Regions from separate parts of the Triticum aestivum genome. Here region 1 is linked to region 2. Evidence: chromatin contacts called from public Hi-C data. All regions are on one chromosome and are shown on one strand. Each heading gives the region's core, a stretch centred on a gene start, on an enhancer-like site or on the middle of the called end of the contact. The rest is flanking DNA. Distances are from core to core; before and after follow the strand shown.

The links. A called contact is a pair of places that touch in the nucleus more often than the background predicts.
Region 1: a Hi-C map of leaf shows a contact between it and region 2, with 7 times the contacts expected there. The contact joins the promoter of LOC123119663 here to the promoter of LOC123119662 in region 2. A contact is called at or near these places in 3 of 5 Hi-C or Micro-C datasets (all in leaf) and 1 of 1 datasets of contacts at active chromatin or transcription factors (leaf).

The regions. Positions count from the first base shown.
Region 1 is chr5D:97,329,624-97,334,995 of IWGSC CS RefSeq v2.1, forward strand. It overlaps LOC123119663 (probable inactive purple acid phosphatase 1), which reads left to right and starts at 2,138. Exons shown (of 13, transcript XM_044539546.1): 1 at 2,138-2,386; 2 at 2,817-3,039; 3 at 3,118-3,209; 4 at 3,343-3,409; 5 at 3,537-3,659; 6 at 3,769-3,861; 7 at 4,023-4,152; 8 at 4,306-4,387; 9 at 4,475-4,607; 10 at 4,742-4,947; 11 at 5,032-5,157; 12 at 5,252-5,372. The coding sequence starts at 2,280.
Region 2 is chr5D:97,114,466-97,119,681 of IWGSC CS RefSeq v2.1, forward strand. LOC123119662 (probable protein phosphatase 2C 2) reads right to left here and starts at 2,516. Exons shown (of 4, transcript XM_044539544.1): 1 at 1,942-2,516; 2 at 856-1,023; 3 at 535-770; 4 at 1-99. The coding sequence starts at 2,109.

The DNA of each region.
Region 1 (5,372 bases), core at 888-3,387, 210 kb after region 2:
GCCGACAGGCTGGTGATGAAAATGCAGTACACCTAAAACGTTTTTGCTTAAGTACCACACAAAGAAAGAAAATGAAGATCGCATGTGAAAGATTAAGCGTAAGTCGGCCCTTGTACTGACAGCGTAATGCATATATAACATGCAAGCAGCAAAAATTGACTTTCGAATCGTTACTGTCGCACACACTAGCAGTTCTTTAAGTGAATAGCAAGATTCTTTAGTCTGACTAACTTTAACCCAGTTGGACCACTGTCACCATACCTAAAACCTCATTGATAAAAGAATCCGATGTGCAAGCTTACAGATTACAATTATGTTTTGCGTGGATAAAAGTTGGATTTGGTAACTGATGAACAGACATCTCCTTAAACATCAGTAATTCATCAAGATCGGAATAGCAAAAACAGGAACCTCTAAGGCATAGACTAAGTCCTGGTCCAATGGTCACGGCCACAGCAGAAAGATCACTCTCGGACACATTTGCGTCATCGAGTGCTTTCTGAACAACCTGCAAGACAAGGACATAGAAGACAGTTAAAACAAACATATTAGAATTAAAAGTCATCCATCTTCTTAAAGGAATATGAACCTGATCAATTGCAAGAGCATGAGCTTCTTCAGCCATCTTAGGAGCGACACCACCCCATTTCACAAGCAAATCTGACTTCCAAACACACAACAGTACGATTAGCAACATTTAAAGGATACAACATTTGCCCAAAAAATCCTGATCTCAACAGAATTAGACATGAAACATCTGGAGAAATGCGAACTGAAATGCATTTCCTTACTTGGGAAGCAATCGCTTGGCTAAGGATCTCTCCATCGCCTCTAACCTGCAACAAACCAAAGCATCATAGAGCCAGGACCTAAGCATAAAACCTGGAAGGTTTGACCACAAATAGAAGCGACTGGAAAGGAAATGGTGCAGCGAATGACCATGCATACCACGGCTGCGGCAGTGTCGTCGCAACTGGTCTCGATGCCGAGCATGAGGAGATCCCGGCGGGTGGGGACAGCTGCACAGGCCATGGTGACGAGGGCGCGGGGAGTAGGAGAGGTTGATGGGGAAGAAGCTGACGCGAGGAGGCTGCGGAAAAGCGAATGGTGATAGCGGAAGGGTTTTGGTGGGGTTCGGAGGAGGAAGGCGGCGGCACGTGAAACTGGCGGCAATAAGGTCGGGAGAAGGGTGGACGCCATTTTTCCAGGCGGCGTTCCGGCGGGTGACCCAGCAGCCTCAGCTGGGAGCACAATCAAATGCATGAACCATGCTCACTGTCCATAAACATAAAAAATATCTCTCACAATTCATATACATACAAAACATTTCATACTCACTGTCCAACAATCAACAAATAGAACCAAACAACAGCAATGGGGTTCCTGTGTGCCTGTTATACCTCTGATTTTTGAGGGAGAGAAAGGGGGCTGCTAGCTTGTTATCTTGGCCGGCTTGGTGCCACCAGGAGAATCGCTCGGTGCTAGCTGCAGAGAGGAAGAGAGGGCGGGGGTCAGAGCCCGGCGCAGAGAAGTACAGAGGAGAGCCCTACTCCACGCCCAGTGTCTAAAACTGATATTCAATTCCGATCCAATGGCAACCCCCGGCCATAGCATAAGCCAACTGACCCCCGCGCTGGAGTTCGCCGCGGTCTGCCTCATTCACGGCCTGCCCGTCGCCGTCCCGGACCCAACCCTCACCGCACCGGCCTTCCGCCTCGCCATCTGCCAGTTCGCCTCCCGGCTCCCGCGCACCCCCCATCCCTCACCGTCCACTGACTGTCTCACTCCCCTCCCGCCCACCACCATCCCCTCGACGCGCGCCACCGCCGCTCACCTATCGCGACCCACCGGCCGCCGCCGTACCGTAGAGATAGAGAAAAGATTACAGAGGGAGGGAGAGAGGAGAGGGGCTGCACCTCGACGCGCGCCGCCGCTGCCTTCTCTGTCGGGGGGTGAGGATTGGGTAGCTTTCTGTTCCTGTGGGGAGGGTGAGAAAAGAAAAAGAAAAACGTTTCGCACCTCGGGAGGTGACTGGCCCGGGCGAGCTGGCCGTGGGCGGCCCAACCCAACAGCCAGCCGCTCGCTGCCACCGTCCTCCAGGCCGGCGTGTTCGCGTGCTCCGTCCGTCGGCGCCGCGCTCGCAGGCCAGGCCGAACAGAACGGTGTCGGGTCTGGAACATGAGCGGCGCGCGGGAGTACGCGCGAACGATGACCGTGGTGACTGTTCCCCTCCTCCGTCGCCCACCACCTGTTCGACCAAGGTCCATGCTGTGCTATGGATGCTTCTTGGCACATGTTCATGCGCTCCATGGCTGCGAACAACCGCTGTCCAAGACTGTGAGAGTGCCACGTCCACGCCACGGTTCTTGCTCTCAATGTTTGCCTGGTAATTTGATCAAGAAGCATTTATCTCTAATACAATTAATCTTTACCGATTGATCTTTTCTCCACGTCTGTCCAGTTAATCTTTATCAATACTACTCCCTCTATAAAGAAATATAAGAGTGTTTAGATCACTACTGACACGGACATCCCTAGTAAAGGGAGGAGAAAAAATGCTGACACTGACAGAGTCAGTCAACTATTACGGTCTTTCTTGACGCCATTTTTCTATGCCATTATGTTTTCTTGGGAGCATCGAATAGTATCCTATGTCTACACGCCCACCTCAATGATTGGCTATATATTTGTCCATCCCTTCATCCAATCCTGCACACTTGGTCACTCGACGCAGTTGCACTGTGCACGCATATCATTAAGTTGCTGTCTTTCCTTGGTACTCCTTTTCCTTCTCCTGAAATGGTTCGAAATTGCAGGTCTTATGCTTCCTTCTGTACTTCTTGGAGTGCTGTCTTACCTGGGAGTTTCAGGCTTCTGGAGGAGATGAGGCTGTGGTTGGTGGTCATATGGTTGTTCGTTTGTGCGGCGGCTCTTCCGGGCGGCGAGCAGCCGCTGTCGAGGATCGCAATCGAGAATACGACCCTCGCCATCGATGACTCCGTACATATAAAGGCGTCCCCATTGGTTCTTGGGCTCAAGGTTAGTATGCCCCAGTTCTCACCACTCTTGTCTAGCTTGCTCAACAGTTGCACAGTGATGTGATGCCATCCTCTGCAGGGTGAGAACAGCGAGTGGGTAGAGGTAGAGTTCTTCCATCCAAATCCCTCTGATGACGACTGGATTGGCGTGTTTTCTCCTGCAAATTTCAGGTAACAATATCGGTATATCTGCACGGAGGCAGATCTATTGTGACATGAATTCAATCCACCTAGTCATTCTTTGATGCACCAATAAGATCTTACGTATTATTTGATTTGTTGTTTCTTTTTTGAAAAAAAATAGTGGTGCGATCTGCGATCCTGAAAATGAGTGGCAACAACCTCCGGTGCTATGCACAGCACCTATCAAGGTTGGCATTATTTTTCCTGTTCAATTGGGCTAATTGAGCTTCAGATATATAGTTCTATGCCAGGATTCAGACTCCGGGACACTTTCATTTCGGACATTAACCTTTCTCTTTCCTATCTTCATTGCAGTACCAATTTGCAAAGTTCAAGAATGATGGATATAATAGGTCTGGGAAGGGAAACTTGAAGCTTCAATTGATCAACCAGAGGGAAGACTTCTCTTTTGCACTATTCTCCGGTGGTCTGTTGAAGGCAAGGCTATACTTTGTTACCTCAACTTCTCTGCATAATAACAACTCTGCTCTAACAAAAAATATACTTGTCATATTCCTGAGACTGAAAATGTCCACTCCTGTAACAGCCCAAGCTCATTGCTGTCTCAAACATGGTCACCTTTGCAAACCCAAAGGCACCTGTCTACCCACGTTTGGCACAAGGGAAGTCTTGGGATGAAGTAAGCTTACCTATAAATTCACCATTGAGAGGACCGTTTTAAATTGTGTGTCTTTTTCACAAGAATATGCATCGTATTATTCTTCTCAATTCAGCATTGAACTAGCTATACAATAGTACTGTCTTCAGTTGTCTAAGGTAACTGTACTAGTACTATTGTAGATGACAATCACCTGGACAAGTGGATACAATATAAAAGAAGCAGTTCCTTTTGTTGAATGGGGTGCAAAAGGCGGGCCTCGGTTTCTTTCCCCAGCCGGAACATTATCATTCAACAGAAATAGCATGTGCGGTATGTCACTATTTGCCTATTCTTCTTAAGAGATGAGACGATCGTAGTTCAGAATTTACACCGTCAACATAACTGAGAATCTGCTCATAGGTTTTCTTAGATCATTTGTTTTTGTTTTGAATCAAACACCTGACTTCTAATCTGCACATGTAGGAGCACCTGCTCGAACGGTTGGTTGGCGCCATCCAGGTTACATTCATACTAGTTTCTTGAAGGATCTGTGGCCAGACTCCAAGTGTGTTGTCTATCTTGTCTCTTTAACCTGTTTTGAAATTGTGATGCATCCAGCTACTAAGAAATGGTTACTTAATTTTTTTTTCAGGTATACCTACAGGCTTGGCCATAGGTTACCAAATGGTACCCAGGTCTGGAGCAAGATATATAGCTTTAAAGCATCACCTTATCCTGGACAGGATTCCTTGCAACAAATTGTCATATTTGGAGATATGGGAAAGGTATGTTATGTTACCTGTCCATCTTGGTTTTATTTCATATTTTTCTTGTAACAACTAGACATTTTCCAGTTACGGTGATTCTCTTTCTGAATCAGAATTACAGTGATTTTTTGTGCTCGCATTTTTTCCTTCAGGCAGAGGCAGATGGTTCCAATGAGTTCAATGACTTCCAACCTGGCTCACTGAACACTACTAACCAGATCATTAGAGACCTAAAAAACATTGACATGGTGCTTCACATTGGGGACATTTGCTACGCCAATGGCTACTTGTCTCAGTGGGATCAGTTCACCTCACAGATTGAACCAATTGCATCGACTGTACCATACATGATTGGCAGGTTAGTTTAGTATATCATTTCAGAACTTCCTCTGGTATCAAAATGTGTTACTGTTTCATAAATACAAGAAGGGCATTTCTGCAGTGGTAACCATGAAAGAGACTGGCCCGGGACTGGATCTTTCTATGGAAATCTTGACTCAGGTGGAGAATGTGGTGTTCCTGCGCAAACTGTATTCTATACTCCTGCTGAGAACCGTGCAAAATTCTGGTAAATGCTGTGACTCAGTGAGGCCATAACTCGTCCTTTTAAGATATACAGTACAATCCTTGAAATTTACTGACAGACAGCTATCCTTCTTCAGGTATGCGACAGATTATGGCATGTTCAGGTTCTGCATTGCTAACACAGAAGAAGACTGGAGGCCAGGGACCGAGCAGTACAAGTTCATTGAGCAATGCCTGTCGTCCGTCGACAGGCAGAAG
Region 2 (5,216 bases), core at 1,266-3,765:
GCTTCATATGTTGGCCTGTGATCACGGGACATCTCCATAGCCATGCCTTTCCTACATAGAACTGCTCGGCAATCCCCAGCATTTGCAACCAACAACTGCCTGCCAGAAAGGAAGAAGAGCAAAAGTTAGCATGCATATGCCAATACAATCATCTATACCAATATAAAAAGACCCAAATGGGCAGATCCAGACCATCTCGACCGTCAAATCATGTTATCTAGCGGTTCAAATCACTCCAATGTTGAGCACCAAACACGTTTAACGCTCTAATTACCCACCACTGCCATTCGTTATAAACACGTTTTGACTCAAGGCTATCCCTTGAAATCTGCCATGTAATTAGTATCCTACCATTCCCGCGAAAATGTAATTGATATCTTACCAAAGACCGACGTGCAACAGATATATCTTACCTAATATAACGTGCAACTAATATCCTACCTAATATAATCGTGCGTGGCACGTACATTATTACTAGTATCTATTGTATCACAGAGTGTATATGCAGAGGCTTTGACTGCATGCTCCTCTTACCTTCCAAAGATCAAAGCTGTAAGAGCTGTGGTTCCCGACGACCGGCTGATGACTGAATCGTCTGCAAGAGCAAGGTCTGCACTCAAGAACGCTTTGCGGATTGAGTTCGCGACAGATTCAGAAAAAAAATCATCTTCTTGTAATCCTTCTGGGAACTCTGAATCCTCGAAGAACAACCTCATGGCATGCCTTTTCATGTAGGCTGCTGCATCTGAACCTCCATGGCCATCAAAAACCTATTGACAAATAAAACAATTAGTTCAGATGGCGAGGGAGAATCATAGTATAGGTTAAATAGAAATGATGGAAGGCCGTGCATACCCCATAGAATGCATTAGGGGACGGGCACAGCAACAGTGAGCCAAGATGACCAGAAAGATTATCAATTCTGATATGTTCATCTTCCATGTAGCGCCTAGGTCCAATATCAGCGAAGCTGCCAGATCGAATCTTGGGGACAAACTGTAGCGTCTCCAAAGGCGTCTTAACCTGCATTGAGCAGACAACAATTAATATGCTGTAATGAACAGACATCATCCACTAAAAATATATGTGCGGAAAGGGTCACTTATACTGTTTGATCAAGACAAATTGGGTTGCTAACCATCGCATGGCAAATCATTCAAGTGTTCAGCGTCTAAATCAACTCTATTATATGGTTATGGAGATAACTAAACAAACATTTCAATGCTGAATTAATAAAAACAACTACTTATGCGTGTGGTATGGAGATAACTAAACAAACATTTCAGTGCTTAATTGATAAAACAACTACTTAGGCATCCAAACTTGTCCTTCCAAGTAAAAGCCGTAGCAAATCCCAAAAGCAGACGATTCAAGGTACTCCAAATAAGTTGGGGTAGCATAATTCTAATATGCCCAGCAGTGAAACAAGACACAGCAAATCATACCATCTTGCGTAGGCAAACAATCAATATGATCGCAAAACCATACCAGTACATAATTTGCGATAAGATTACCGCGCGCTAAACAGATCAACCCATTAATGATTCCACCATCCATTTGTAACCCCAATTTCCAAACTACCATCAACAGTTGATACATCGATGTTAGAAAACAGCAACAAGGAAGGCTTGCCCTTTAAATTCTTATATACACAAGTTAGTACCCTAGGCTAGAACCAATTCTACAGGAAAGGTCACTTAAACACCTGTTGGCATCGTAATTTCGCTACGCAATCAGACAAGAGAGGCGTTCCTGATTGATAATCTAAAGAATCGTATAACACCACAAAGAACACACGAGCGATCCCCGCCGAGAAGAACCTAGATTTACCACACCCAACTCGCCGGGTCAAAAGAACTCCTACCTAAAGATCAAAACGAACTGGAGAGGGGAGGGGGGGAAGCCGGCCGGGACCATCGCCGGCCAGGGTCAAGAACTCACCAGATCGGGCACCTCGAGGTCGACCTGCGATTGCGAATCGACCGGCAGCGGCGGCGACGACACCCCGACCCCGACGACGACCTCCTCGACCCCTCTGACGGGGCACCGGCGGAACGACGCCTCCAGCATCGGAACGACCTGATGCATGACCTCCGGCCCGGCAACCATACCTCCGCCTCACTAGTCAGATCAGATCCCTCCTCCCCAAACAACCTCCCGGATCCCTCGCGCGCCCTCCACTCGCCACAGAACTCCCCCGATCCGCACTCGCACCACAGAACAAGAATCCAACGACGATCGCCCGATTTTTCCTCGTGGGGCCTCACGATCCGAGAGACGCGATCTTGAACCTTTCCTGGACACGCTCGCTCACGCGCGGACTTTCCTGATCCGAAATGAGGGAGAGGGGGTGAAGGGACGAAACGGCGGAAATTAGGCGGACACGTTGCTATTTACGCGCGCGTGGTGGGATTGGAAGAGAATAAATCAACGGACGGCGGCGGCGGCGGCAACTTGTGGGGGACGGACGGGCGCGCGTCCGCTGCGAGCCGGTGCCCTAGGCGCAAGTGCGATGGTGGGCGTACCGGCACGCGTGCGTGGCGCACCCGCACCAGGCCGGCCTCGTTCTCGTCTCGGTTCACACTACTTTCGCCCGTCAACGAAACAATGATGCGTCTGCAGTGATCTCACACGGTCACACCTTGACAATTTGTTTTTGTTGACAAAACACACCTTGCCAACTTGTGAGGTTGGGAAATCTAACTCGCCAAAAAAAAAAACATTCCCTTGCCAACTTGTCAATGGGCATTTATATTTTTTTCGCAAGGGAATGGACATTTATCAGCAAGAGACAAAGAGGGGGTGGGGGAGGCAGGAGTGCGGCAAGCGCAGGTGACCATGTTATCGCGGTGAGTCGAGGCAAGCAGGGTGATGGTGGTCAGCTCCGTCGGAGGAGGACCTCCATACGATGGCAATGGAGGGGGTCGTCAGGGATGTCGCTTCTCGTCGAATTTCTCGAAAATGCCAAGGGACTCGGAGAGAAGGGAAGGAAGGAGAGTCGTGGGGTCGAGTAATTCGAGGGCTGCTCAACAGAGAGCTCAGCAAACATCCACTCGACCGCGACACACACACCTCGCTAGAGTCGAGAAAAGAGAGCGGCTCAAGAGCAATTGGCATGCAGAGGAGAATAAGGTTGCAAGAGGCAACGACCGAGTGGTGCCGATCATAGTCGGCCGATATTTGGGGAAGACAAGGTCGCAAGTGGCTGAGGTTCACGAGTGGTTTAGACAGTCAAATGGTGCCGATGGTGGGGCAGAGCAGGTCGCGGAAAGTCGATAACCACAAATTTAGGAACAAATGAGGCAGCGGGAAAAAAGGGGATAGAACCCTTTATACGAGCATCTGTGTGGGTACTCTGTTAATTAGAAAACAAAATAAATAAATAAACTTTATAGAAAAATGGCTTGAGATGCTCTAAGGGCATCTCCAAGGCATACCCGCAAACCACACGCATACACCCGGACCGCGGAAGCTATCTAATGCGGTCCTGTATCGGTACGCGGCGCGGTTCGGACATATTTTCTCCCGCAAACTGGAGATAAAAGTGGGGAGCTTTGCGGGAGTCCAGACACTAGACACGTAGGACTCCGACACCACGGGCTCACCCAAAACCCTCTCTGGACCCTGCACCCTCATCCTCCCCATTTTCTCTCCTTCCTTCTTTCTCTCTTTGCCTTCGCCACTGCTCCACCACCCCGGCCGCCACGCCACACCCCTGCCGGAACTCTACGCCTCCGTCACCTCCAGCATTCCAGCCGGGCTCCACCCCGCTTCTCCTCCGTCGTCGTTCAACCCGTGTCCTCCGATCGCCCCGCCAGGTACCATCCGCTACAGCTATACTCACCATGACCGGCAACTGTTTGATGAATTGCCGAAGCTAAAAACAGCTTTCCCTTCTTCTTTCTAGCAATGGATTCCGATTTGGAGTACATATTGTTGGAAATATGCCCTAGAGGCAATAATAAATGGTTATTATTATATTTCTTTGTTCATGGTAATTGTCTATTATTCATGCTATAATTGTATTGTCCGGAAATCGTGATACATGTGTGAATACATAGACCACAACCTGTCCCTAGTAAGCCTCTAGTTGACTAGCTCATTGATCAACAGATAGTCACGGTTTCCTGACTATGGACATTGGATGTCATTGATAACGGGATCACATCATTAGGAGAATGATGTGATGGACAAGACCCAATCCTAAGCATAGCATAAAAGATCATGTAGTTTCGTTTGCTAGAGCTTTTCCAATGTCAAGTATCTTTTCCTTAGACCATGAGATCGTGCAACTCCCGGATACCGTAGGAGTGCTTTGGGTGTGCCAAACGTCACAACGTAACTGGGTGACTATAAAGGTGCACTACGGGTATCTCCGAAAGTGTCTGTTGGGTTGGCACGGATCGAGACTGGGATTTGTCACTCCGTATGACGGAGAGGTATCTCTGGGCCCACTCGGTAATGCATCATCATAATGAGCTCAATGTGACTAAGGCGTTAGTCACGGGATCATGCATTGCGGTACGAGTAAAGAGACTTGCCGGTAACGAGATTGAACAAGGTATTGGGATACCGACGATCGAATCTCGGGCAAGTAACATACCGATTGACAAAGGGAATTGTATACGGGATTGATTGAATCCTCGACACCGTGGTTCATCCGATGAGATCATCGTGGAACATGTGGGAGCCAACATGGGTATCCAGATCCCGCTGTTGGTTATTGACCGGAGAGGCGTCTCGGTCATGTCTGCATGTCTCCCGAACCCGTAGGGTCTACACACTTAAGGTCCGGTGACGCTAGGGTTGTAGAGATATATGTATGCGGAAACCCGAAAGTTGTTCGGAGTCCCGGATGAGATCCCGGACGTCACGAGAGGTTCCGGAATGGTCCGGAGGTGAAGAATTATATATAGGAAGTCCAGTTTCGGCCACCAGGAAAGTTTCGGGGGTTATCGGTATTGTACCGGGACCACCGGAAGGGTCCCGGGGGTCCACCGGGTGGGGCCACCTGTCCCGGAGGGCCCCGTGGGCTGAAAGTGGAAGGGAACCAGCCCCTAGTGGGCTGGGGCGCCCCCCTTGGGCCTCCCCCCATGCGCCTAGGGTTGGGAACCCTAGGGGGGAGTTCCCCCTTGCCTTGGGGGGCAAGGCACCCCTTTCCCCCACTTGGCCGCCGCCCCCCCCCTTGGATCTGATCTCCAGGGCCGGCGCCCCCC